3 separate regions of the Mus musculus genome follow, and regions 1 and 3 are each linked to region 2. Evidence: chromatin contacts called from public capture Hi-C data. All regions are on one chromosome and are shown on one strand. The core of a region is the stretch at or near the end of the contact, and the rest is flanking DNA. Distances in the headings are between cores, read along the strand shown.

Region 1 (3,205 bases), core at 462-2,961, 750 kb after region 2:
CTCCCGAGGTCTGGGATTAAAGGCGTGCATGTGCCTCCGCCACCTGACAGGCTCAATTTGTCTAAAGAATGGCATTTTCACAGTTAGTACCTTTGGTGAGTGGGATCTTGCCCTCAGGGTAGTTTGCTACTGTATATCCGGAGCAGGAAGTTTCTCTTTAAAGGGTGCTAATTCCTTATCAGTTATAGACCTTCATCATTCATACTCCCATGGCTCAAGCTTTAAGCTTGCTCACACAGCCTGCCTTGGGAAACCACCTCTTGTAATGTCTTTGTTCTCTACTTGTTACTGCCTGACACTGTAGATCTGAATGAGATCCGTGAGCAAGAATCACAATGTAGCCTTACAGTTGGCTTGCCGTCATATTTCCTCGGCCCATGGAAGAGACTGTTGCTTTTGAAGTCAGCCCTGGGCTTTTGAGAGGCAGAACACAGCTGGACTCTATGCAGGAATATCATCCAAATGGCTTCGAGGCCAGTTCTCACAGGCTCGCTGAAACCTTGGGCTGGGCTTTCAGTTTACAAACAACAGCACCACACACACACACTCACACACACACACACACACTCACACACACGGAGAAAGGAACTATTGTGGCTTACATTTACAGAGAGATTTTGTTCATCGTGGCGGGAAGTGTAAGGCATCAGAAAGGAAAGCAGGGAGCCAGCAACAGCAGCTTGTTCCTCCACATTGCCTTTGAACTCAGGAAGAGGAGGGTGGGCAGGCATAAAGACTTGGTTCTGTGTCATGGTTCCTGCTCAGATTGTCATGTCACACTGTGGCGTAGGATCACAGGAATTAGTCCACTCCTGTGCAGCTATATGCATGGAGATTACAGCCAAAGGCAGTAAAGGGAAGCAAGGGAAAATTTGGCAGAAAAGCCACAGATGTGTCTTTTAATAAACACATTTTGTATTTTCAGTACAAAGGTACAAAACGAAAGTCCTGAAATTAGAAGCTGTAGAATACGGCCTCATACGATGAGGTATTAAAAGCTAAAATCCCCACATTAGGCAGTAGCTGAATTCCTCTGTGAAAAGTGCCATCATTTCAGAGGTAATCTTCCATACCCTCAGTGATGAGGTCTCTAGAGCTATTATTATTATTATTATTATTATTATTATTATTATTTGGTGTTGGCGATGGGGGGTCTCACTTTACAGTTCTGGTTAAACTGGGATCCTCCTGCCCTTGCCTCCTGACTGTTGGGATTAAAGGTGTTTGCCACTATCTCTACCTGATGTAATTATTAAGTGCCTAAGGATCTCTAGGTTTCTTTTTTTCCCTCTTAGAAAAAAACCAATCTATATGAGACTTTGTAAAGCAAAGAGTTGCTCTTCCCTCTGGTTATGGTGAGTCTCTCTTTTTCAGTCGGTTACTCAGATGCTTACAGCTTACCTGTCACGCCTTTCAACTATCGCTGGCAACAAGATCAACTGTGGGCCTGCCCTTACCTGGATGGAGGTATCTGTCTGATCAGCTCTGATGAAATCTTATTCTAAAATTATTTGCTTAAGGCATTTATTAGTAATTTGATTATAGATGAGTTTCACAAATAAAGAAACAAAGAATGTACTCATAATCCAGGAGGATTGGTAACTGATATTTTTAATTTTAACCTGAATGCGTATGGGTGTTTTACCTCCATGAATGTCTGTGTGCTCTTTATGTGCCTGCTGCCCCAAATGGCCACAAGAGGGCTTCAGATGCCCTGGACCTGAAGTTATACATGGTATGAGCCACCCTGTGGCTCTGGGAATCAGTTCTTCTAAGAGCAGCCACTGCTCTTAAATGCTGAGTCATCTCTCCAGAGTGACTGGATTTTTGGATAGAAAATCTTTCTCTTTATTTTTCAAAAAAATAATTTTATCATCTCTATAAATCTGGAGATTGTTAGACATTGTTATACCTATTGTTATACATATACAGCGTAAGCTACTTGTTTTTTCATTTGCTTAATAATTGAAAATATTTTTTAGTAATTTATGAGCCAATAAACCACCCTTTTAAAGGTACCAATTTGAGAATGCCTCAGGATATTTATTGTTAATTTGTGTATGTTAACTTGTGTATGTTAATTTGGGGATGTAAAGAATTATATATATTCTTTTCTCCCAGTAAAAGTTGAGACACTGCCAAGAGGGTAAGAGGAGCCAGGTCTACTTGCACTAAGACCATGACTTTGCCATTATTGCTTGAGTGATCTTAGTAAAGTAATTTAATTTCTCTAAAATTACATAACTTTCTCCAGGTTGTCTTCTTTACCTTTAGGTAAAGGTAATGATAGCACATTTTGGGATTATGAGAGTTAAATTAAGTCGTATACATTATATGCACAGCATACTTACTGCCCTATATTAGCTACCTAATAAGTGATAGGGTTTTAAAGGGTTTTGCTACATTTTGGGGGTGGGGCATGTTAGAGCCCATGTGGATGTTAGAAGACAACTTTTAGCAGTTGCTTCTCTCCTTTAACTAGGTGGGTCCAAAGGGATCCGGCTTACCTCATCAGGCTTGTTGCATTTGTTTACCTGCTGAGCTGTCTTGCTGTTCCCAAAAATGACAGTTTATTTTAAAAGACTTTTGGGGCTTACCACCTGTCTAAATTGAGTTTTTATTTGTGGATAGACAGATCCGTGTCTTTGGACACTCCATGGTGCTTGATTTTTATTGTAGATCGACAATAAGGGAAACCATCTTCTAGTTCACGAGGAGTCGTCCATCAACACTCCTGCTGTCGGTGCTGCCCATGTTATCAAGCGCTACACCGCTCGGGCCCCTGATGAACTGACATTAGAGGTAAGCAGTTAGGCAGGCCTCACTGTTCTCTGGCCCTGCTACCTGTATAACCTGTCTCTAGCTGTTTTAAGAATTTATGTATTTAAAAAATAAATACAAGAGAGAGTAATGGAGGATGATTATGATCAGAGGGCACGGTATACATGCATGAAAATACAATGAAACCCAACAGTTTGTGCAGCCAGCACATGCTAATAAAAACTGAAAGACGAAGTAGAATGTTTAGATCAAAGTGTTTATCATGGGGATGGATGCAGAGTTTGAGCCTGCTGAGGGCTGAGGCATGTCTCTGATTTTCATGTTTATTCTCTGCATTTGTGAATGTTCTCGGTACAGTAAGTAACCAGTAAATGTGTGTTGACTGAGCAAATAAAAGAACAACAGTGCAACAGTTTTACGACGT
Region 2 (3,174 bases), core at 478-2,977:
GAGACTTGCCTAGTTTTATACATTATCCTTTCCCCCTCTGTTTTGCAGAAAGAAATTACCTGCCATAATCTTCGTTCTGATACAACCGCAAAGCCTCGTCTCATTCTTTCGCTTAATGGTTAACTCAGATTCTTGTTATTATCAAACCCGTTGTGTTCCATTTTATTGGTTTTAAAGGTGCAGAAAAACCAGCTCTGCAAATGCGTGCCAGAGCCTTGGAGATTGACTGGCATCTCCTTTTCCTGGCCTCCCAGAATTCCCCTGCATTCCCCAGTACCTGAGTCCTTATCTGCATCTGTGTACTTGGTACGGGATGCCAAGCCCTGCCCATGTCTTTTATGTGGTCTAAAGTTCACACCTGTGCACAGCAGGCCTGAAGCACATATACTGTATAGAAGTCTGAGCACCGTGATCTGTCTGTGGAGAGAGATGGAGGAGGAGGAGGAGGAGGAGGGGGAGGAGGGGAGGAGGGGAGGAGGGGAGGAGGGGAGGAGGGGAGGAGGAGGAGGAGGAGGGGAGGAGGGGAGGAGGAGGAGGAAGAGGAGGGGAGGAGGGGGAGGAGGGGAGGAGGGGAGGAGGGGAGGAGGGGAGGAGGAGGAGGAGGGGAGGAGGGGAGGAGGAGGAGGAGGAGGAAGAGGAGAAGGAGAAGGACTTCTTCCATTCACAGATGAATGGGTGACTTTTCTGGATGAGCTACATTGTGGAACAGATGGTAGAATTTATAGGATGAGTCAAACTTAGTAAAGAAGAAACCTGACAATGGTTAACTAAACTTAACTAGAAAGAAGAGATCTTTAATAATTGGGATAACCAATAGGTTAAGGGTCTGAGGGGTCCTCTCTGCAGCTGAAGTTTCCCTCTTCCAATGTTCTGTCACCCTCTAAAATAAGGGGGAATGGCTGCTTCATTAAAAAAATCGTTTGATTAGTAAATTTTATTTTTTTCTCAATATCATGTATACTATAGTTTATTTTTAAAAAAAATAAATACTAAATAAACACTCCAGCAACATACTTGGTGATTCAGCAGAACTTTTCCAACAGAAAGAAAGCTCCACCAACAGGAAAACAGACGCGAGAGCATGTTTTCACAGAGGGACACACTCAACACCCTCCCGTCAATGCATGAGCTATCTTTTCAGAGTGAGGAGCAGGAGCCCTGTGGCAGGAGCAGGAGGAGATGACGCTTCCAAGGGGCAGAGTTGGGAACCTGCACCATAGTTCGGGCAGCTGTCTCAGTTTCAGTGTCTAGGGAGGGTGTAGGAAGAACAGCACAGCTGGAGTGCTGGGCTTGGCCTCATTGTCCTGTTCTGTTTTTTAACCCTTCCCCAATCTACAAACCTAAATTCCATGGGTGGAGGTTGGGAGGAGGAGGAAAGGACTCCCTGGTAGGTTTTGGCCCAGGAATTCCTTACAGTGCCCACCCATGTTCCTCCTTTTTAAATGGCAATGTATAGTCTTAACCTCTAAATCAACTCTCCAGCCCTGGTAATGTATAGTCTTATGTTGTGAAGTTCATCATTTTCTTTTTAATTTTAACTGAACCACAGTTAAGAGATCACCATGAGTCTCGGAAGAGAGACATTGGACCTTTAAACAGGGCCGAGAATCTGGAAGCTATGGGGGCTTTTGAAGTTGAACTAAATGCATCTTGCACTAGGACATGGCCATGAGCCTGTGGGGCCAGGGAGTGGAATGTGTAGGGTTGGTCGAGAAATGCTCTCCCTAAGCTCTGGTATTGGGACGCTTGGTTTCCAATTGTCCCAGTTGGTGGTAATGCTTAGAGGAGGTGTAGCCTGGCTAGAGGGAAGAATGTCACTGGAGGCAGGCTTTGGGAGTTTCTAGCCACTTCCAGTTGGTTTGCCATCTGCCTCATGTCTGTGGCTGAAGTCCGAGCTCTCAGTTCTTCTTCTTCTTCTTTTTTTTTTTTTTTTTTTTGGTTTTTCGAGACAGGGTTTCTCTTTATAGCCCTGGCTGTCCTGGAACTCACTTTGTAGACCAGGCTGGCCTCGAGCTCAGAAATTCGTCTGCCTCTGCCTCCCGAGTGCTGGGATTAAAGGTGTGCGCCACCATGCCTGGCGAACTTTCAGTTCTTGCTGTGGCTGCTTGCTCTCCCACCTTTATGAACTCTCCCTCTGGAACAGTAAGCCCAAAGAAACTCTTGCTCCCCCAAATTACTTTTGGTCATGGTATTTTATCACAGCAACAGAAAGCTAACCAATACAGTTATGAATAATTCTGTCGTTTCCCCCCGCCCCCCAACCATCCTTTCCCCCAGGTTGGGGATGAAATTCAGGTCTTTGCACGGGATAGGAAAGCACTTTGTCACTGAGCTACATTCCCCAGTCCTAATAATTCCCCTTTATTGCTGAATGTTTCACTATTAAACTGGTTGTATAGTCTGCTGGACCTGCCATGACAAAATACCGCAGTCAGGAGGGCAGCAAACAATAGACGTTTGTTTTCTTACAGTTATGAAGACTAAAACCCAAAATAAAAGTCTTGATTCTGTTTGGGACCTCTTTCAATAGCTTATAGATACAGGTCTCTCTCCTAGGTCTTTACTACATGGTATTCTTTCTGTTTGCGCCTGGGTTCAAACTTCCTGTTGTACAAACTCTAGTTGTATTATCTGAGAGCTCATCCCAATGGCCTCAATGTGTTAAATAACGCATTCTAAGGTACTGGGAATGCTTTACCTTATCACGCCCTGCCTAATTCAACCGCAGATTCCTTTTTATGCCTTCTCACATGCAAAGTGAGTTCACTTGGTCCCAGCCGCATTGAAACCTTAATCCATTCCAGCTCTCGCTGAGGTGGTTTGAAATGAGAGCCCTCACAGGCTCATAGATTTGAACATTTGCTCACCATGGAGTGGCCCTGTTTGAAAAGATTAGGAGGTGTGGCCCTGTAGAGGGGAGTGTGTCACTGGGGGTGAGCTTTGAGGTTTCAGAAAGCCTATCTTATGCCCAGAGATTCTTCCTGCTGCCTACGGATCCAGATGAAGGACACCCAGCTGCTCCTTCAGCACCATGTCTGCCTGAGAGCCACCGTGCTTCCCATCCTGAGAATGAAGAAACCTCGGAAACTATAAAGCAGTCCCAAGGAAGGGCTTTCTTTTATGAGAGTTGTTTTGGTTTCCGTGTCTCTTCACAGCAACGCAACACTGGCTAAG
Region 3 (3,281 bases), core at 342-2,841, 520 kb after region 2:
CCTCCAAGGGAACTCCAACCCTGCCAGAGAGTTAGTGAGCAGAGAGTAGTCTAGCGGGACCATGATGGGACAGAGAGTGGTCTGCAGTAATGTAAGAGGCTTGCTGGTCTACTTTAATATTTCCCACAACAAACTGGTAATAGATGATGTTTAGCTAGATAATTACTCTTAATGGATATGCATGTAAACATTCTCTGTTGTAAACTTCTTATTCAATTTATGTTTGAACTTCTAGTGAACTTTTGTTGAAAAAGGGATGCTTGGAAAAGCCATGTGATCCACTTTCCTAGGAAAGGTACAAAAGACTGGGAAAGATCACATTGGAAGATATAACATTGGAGAGATAGCAATGGGAACGTAACACTGGGAATAAAGGCTTTGGGAGTAAGGCATTGGGAGCAGAGCAGTTCATCAGAGCAGGAGGAGACAGCAAGATTAGAAGGAGAATGCAGAGTGGAATAACTTAGAAAATATAAGGCAACTTAAAAAATTGAGAGAGCAATGTGCAGAATGCAGAGGAAAAGAGGAAAAAAGAAGAAGCTGCAGAGAGAGCAGAAGGAGCAGGCAGGCTTCTCCTTACCATGGGACAGAACAGGTCTTTTCTTAATAACAAGGCTAAAGAGAACAAAGCTTTCTTCTTACAGACTTGGTTTTAATTCATGTAGCAATAAAAGGATAGAAGCTTTTTCTTTCTGTATGCATTAAAGATTGGAGCTCATTTTTCATCCAGAATGAGTGAGTTCTTTCTGCACTGGCGCTTGGTCTTTTGCTCCATACACATATGTAAGTATGGATGTATGTGTGTGTGAGTATGTAATTATGAGATAGTAGGAAAGTTGTGCCCAACTGATTTGAATGAAAATTTATTAATATGTGTGCATTAATTTGCATATGGATTTTTGTACGTTTAATCCATATTTGCTTGTGTAAAAGTTTTTCCTTCTGTGAGTGTGATTCTCTTCTCCTGGTTCAATAGAAGTTTATTGCTCCAAACTTCCCCTAGCCCAACAAATGAGAGGCATCTGGACAAAAGGGAAAAGGTTCTAGCAATTAAACCTTTACTTAATCCCCTACTGTTTTATGGTGAGGTGCTAATGCCAGAGACTGCAGTTTCTGGCCCAAAGAGAACTCAAAGAGGTCAGCTATCACACCAAAGTGATTTAGACTTAAGATAGGTACATGTTTTATTATTAAACAGCAACTCTATCTCAAAACAAACAAACAAAACAAGTCTTGCCCACGCCTATGCTCATCCCTGTCCTCTTACCTTCAAGAGAGAGCCAAGAGAGAAGAAGAGCCGGGTATGGACCACAGCATTACGGATAGGCCCCATGCTCAGCAATAGATCACTATAGCCTCCAGCGGCCATGGAGAACTGGATCTACCTGAAAGGGGAGCTGGAAATGAAAAGGAGTGCAAGAGAAGGATGAAGCTAAGACACAAGTTCTCATCAAGGCACAAAGCTTAATTCTGCAGCTATAAAGGGAAAACCCACAAAACCCATCCTTTGTTTCAGCTGGATTATGTTGCAAAGCAAGCTCAGGGGCAGTCTATTCTTCTAAGTTCCTATAGGAGGTTGCAGGTGCAGCAAAGCAGATGACTCCACCTGGGTCCCATTGTGGCAAGCACTCAAGGTCTGTTTAGCTTGGCTCGAGGCTGGGGGAAGGGCACAGATCACCCACACAAAATGAATGCAGCAGGATCTTTTGGGGGTTCTTTGTCTCCGAATGTTAAGTCAGGGCAAGTGTTTGTTTTAATTTTTCTACCTTATAGGTCCTTTCATGTATACATTAGGGCTTCTGGTTTGGGACTGCTATGAGTGTGTATACATGGTGTCTGTGCATTGATATATATTTCTTCCCCCCCCCCTTTTTTTTTGAAACAGGGTTTCTCTGTGTAGCCCTGGCTATCCTGGAACTCACTCTGTATACGAGGCAGGCCTTGAACTCACAGAGATCTGCCTTCCTCTGCCTCCTAAGTGCTGAGATTAAAGGCGTGCGCTGCCACTGCCCAGGTTGATACATATTTCTTGTGCTTCTTTCTTTGGATCTTTTTCTTCTTTGGTTGTTTTGTCATATTTTGATTTTTTTTTTTTGTTATTGGTTTATCTTATTTCATTTTATTATTATTACTTAGATTCCTGTTTGTTTTCTAAGGAGAGAAAAAGGGATGTAGATTCAGATGGGAAGGGAAGGAAGGAGGAACTGGGGGGTGGGGGGGAATTTTGCTAGAATACATTGTATTAAAAAACTACTTTCATTGAACAAAAAGAAAAAAGAGATTATTGAGCAGGTAGCAATACACAACGGAGGCCAAAGTGAACATCACTTAAAGGAAAGTAGGAAGCAAAGAAGTCTTCACTCTGAGTTTTGCATCCACAATTGTATTTTCGTCATAGATCGCAACAAGCAGCCATGCCCAGCTCTCCACACAAACTATTAGTAGAGAAAGAACCCTTTAACGTTTCCTAGAAATAATCCTAAGAGCACATGAAGAAACAGCAGCTCATGAGAATCTTGTACCAAAGGCAAAGCGTGGTTCAAACACATCCAGCTCCATTTAATCATCCTAACATGTGAGGAGATCGTTCCAAAGCTCCTTCCTTTTGATTATCAGAATATTACAACCACAGAATCAGAGGACATTGGAATTTTCACCAGAAGTCTCTTGCTGGGAGAAGCAAAAGGCGGATGCAGCCAGAGGACGAGTCCGACTCCCTGAAAGAGACTTCACAGTTCTGTCAACATGTCAGAGTGCCCGCAGGAGAGACTAGACCCAAGACAAGGATGAGTCAGTAGGCATGGCTGGACCTTGACCAGGTCTGTGTACTTGTGTATAATTTATCTAGTGCCCTCTACTTAAATCAAGCCTCATTTTAGGACTCAAAAGATGGATTTGGGGGTCATTGGGTCCCTTCATCTCCTCCTCTTCTCAATGTAGCCACAGAGAGTAAATAAATCTCCTTTCTCTGCTTCTCACCATTATTTGCTTCTTTAATTGTCCTATTGAGGATGGGAAGACAAGCCTAGCTTGTTAGCTGCCAGGGCCAATGCTCTGACCCTAACAACTCTGACAACATGCCCTCTCTCCTGACTCCGTACCAACTCTGCTTCAGCTGACACAGCTGAGAACACAGGGTTCCCTCCCCCTCTATCTCCAGGAGGATTTCTTTTCTGCAGGACAAGGACATCACCATTTCCCTTCCTGTCTCTATGATGTCTTGTTAGGTGGGAACTCACTAAAGAGATTGCTCCCTTCTGCTGCTCAGTCCACTTATAAAA

What was found. Capture Hi-C pulls out chosen DNA fragments and counts their contacts.
Region 1: a capture Hi-C map of embryonic stem cells shows a contact between it and region 2, with 3 times the contacts expected there. The contact joins two enhancer-like sites. A contact is called at or near these places in 1 of 115 datasets of contacts at active chromatin or transcription factors (embryonic stem cells) and 1 of 9 other capture datasets (embryonic stem cells).
Region 3: a contact with region 2 is called in a capture Hi-C map of embryonic stem cells, with 2.1 times the contacts expected there. The contact joins two enhancer-like sites. A contact is called at or near these places in 1 of 115 datasets of contacts at active chromatin or transcription factors (embryonic stem cells) and 1 of 9 other capture datasets (embryonic stem cells).

The regions. Positions count from the first base shown.
Region 1 is chr9:32,184,955-32,188,159 of GRCm38.p6, forward strand. Arhgap32 (Rho GTPase activating protein 32) reads left to right here. Exons shown (of 23, transcript NM_001370958.1): 8 at 1,375-1,467; 9 at 2,680-2,802. Among named protein-coding and RNA genes, the nearest start is that of Arhgap32, 150 kb to the left of the region's middle. Within about 2 kb of position 1,712, at least 17 of the 459 cell types and tissues checked have an H3K27ac peak or open chromatin away from gene starts, as enhancers often do. A contact at or near this core is called in embryonic stem cells, where this site is marked.
Region 2 is chr9:31,437,779-31,440,952 of GRCm38.p6, forward strand. The region is part of intron 1 of Tmem45b (transmembrane protein 45b); the gene reads right to left. Among named protein-coding and RNA genes, the nearest start is that of Tmem45b, 25 kb to the right of the region's middle. Within about 2 kb of position 1,728, at least 23 of the 459 cell types and tissues checked have an H3K27ac peak or open chromatin away from gene starts, as enhancers often do. A contact at or near this core is called in embryonic stem cells, where this site is marked.
Region 3 is chr9:31,959,095-31,962,375 of GRCm38.p6, forward strand. No RefSeq gene overlaps it. Among named protein-coding and RNA genes, the nearest start is that of Barx2, 47 kb to the left of the region's middle. Within about 2 kb of position 1,592, at least 9 of the 459 cell types and tissues checked have an H3K27ac peak or open chromatin away from gene starts, as enhancers often do. A contact at or near this core is called in embryonic stem cells, where this site is marked.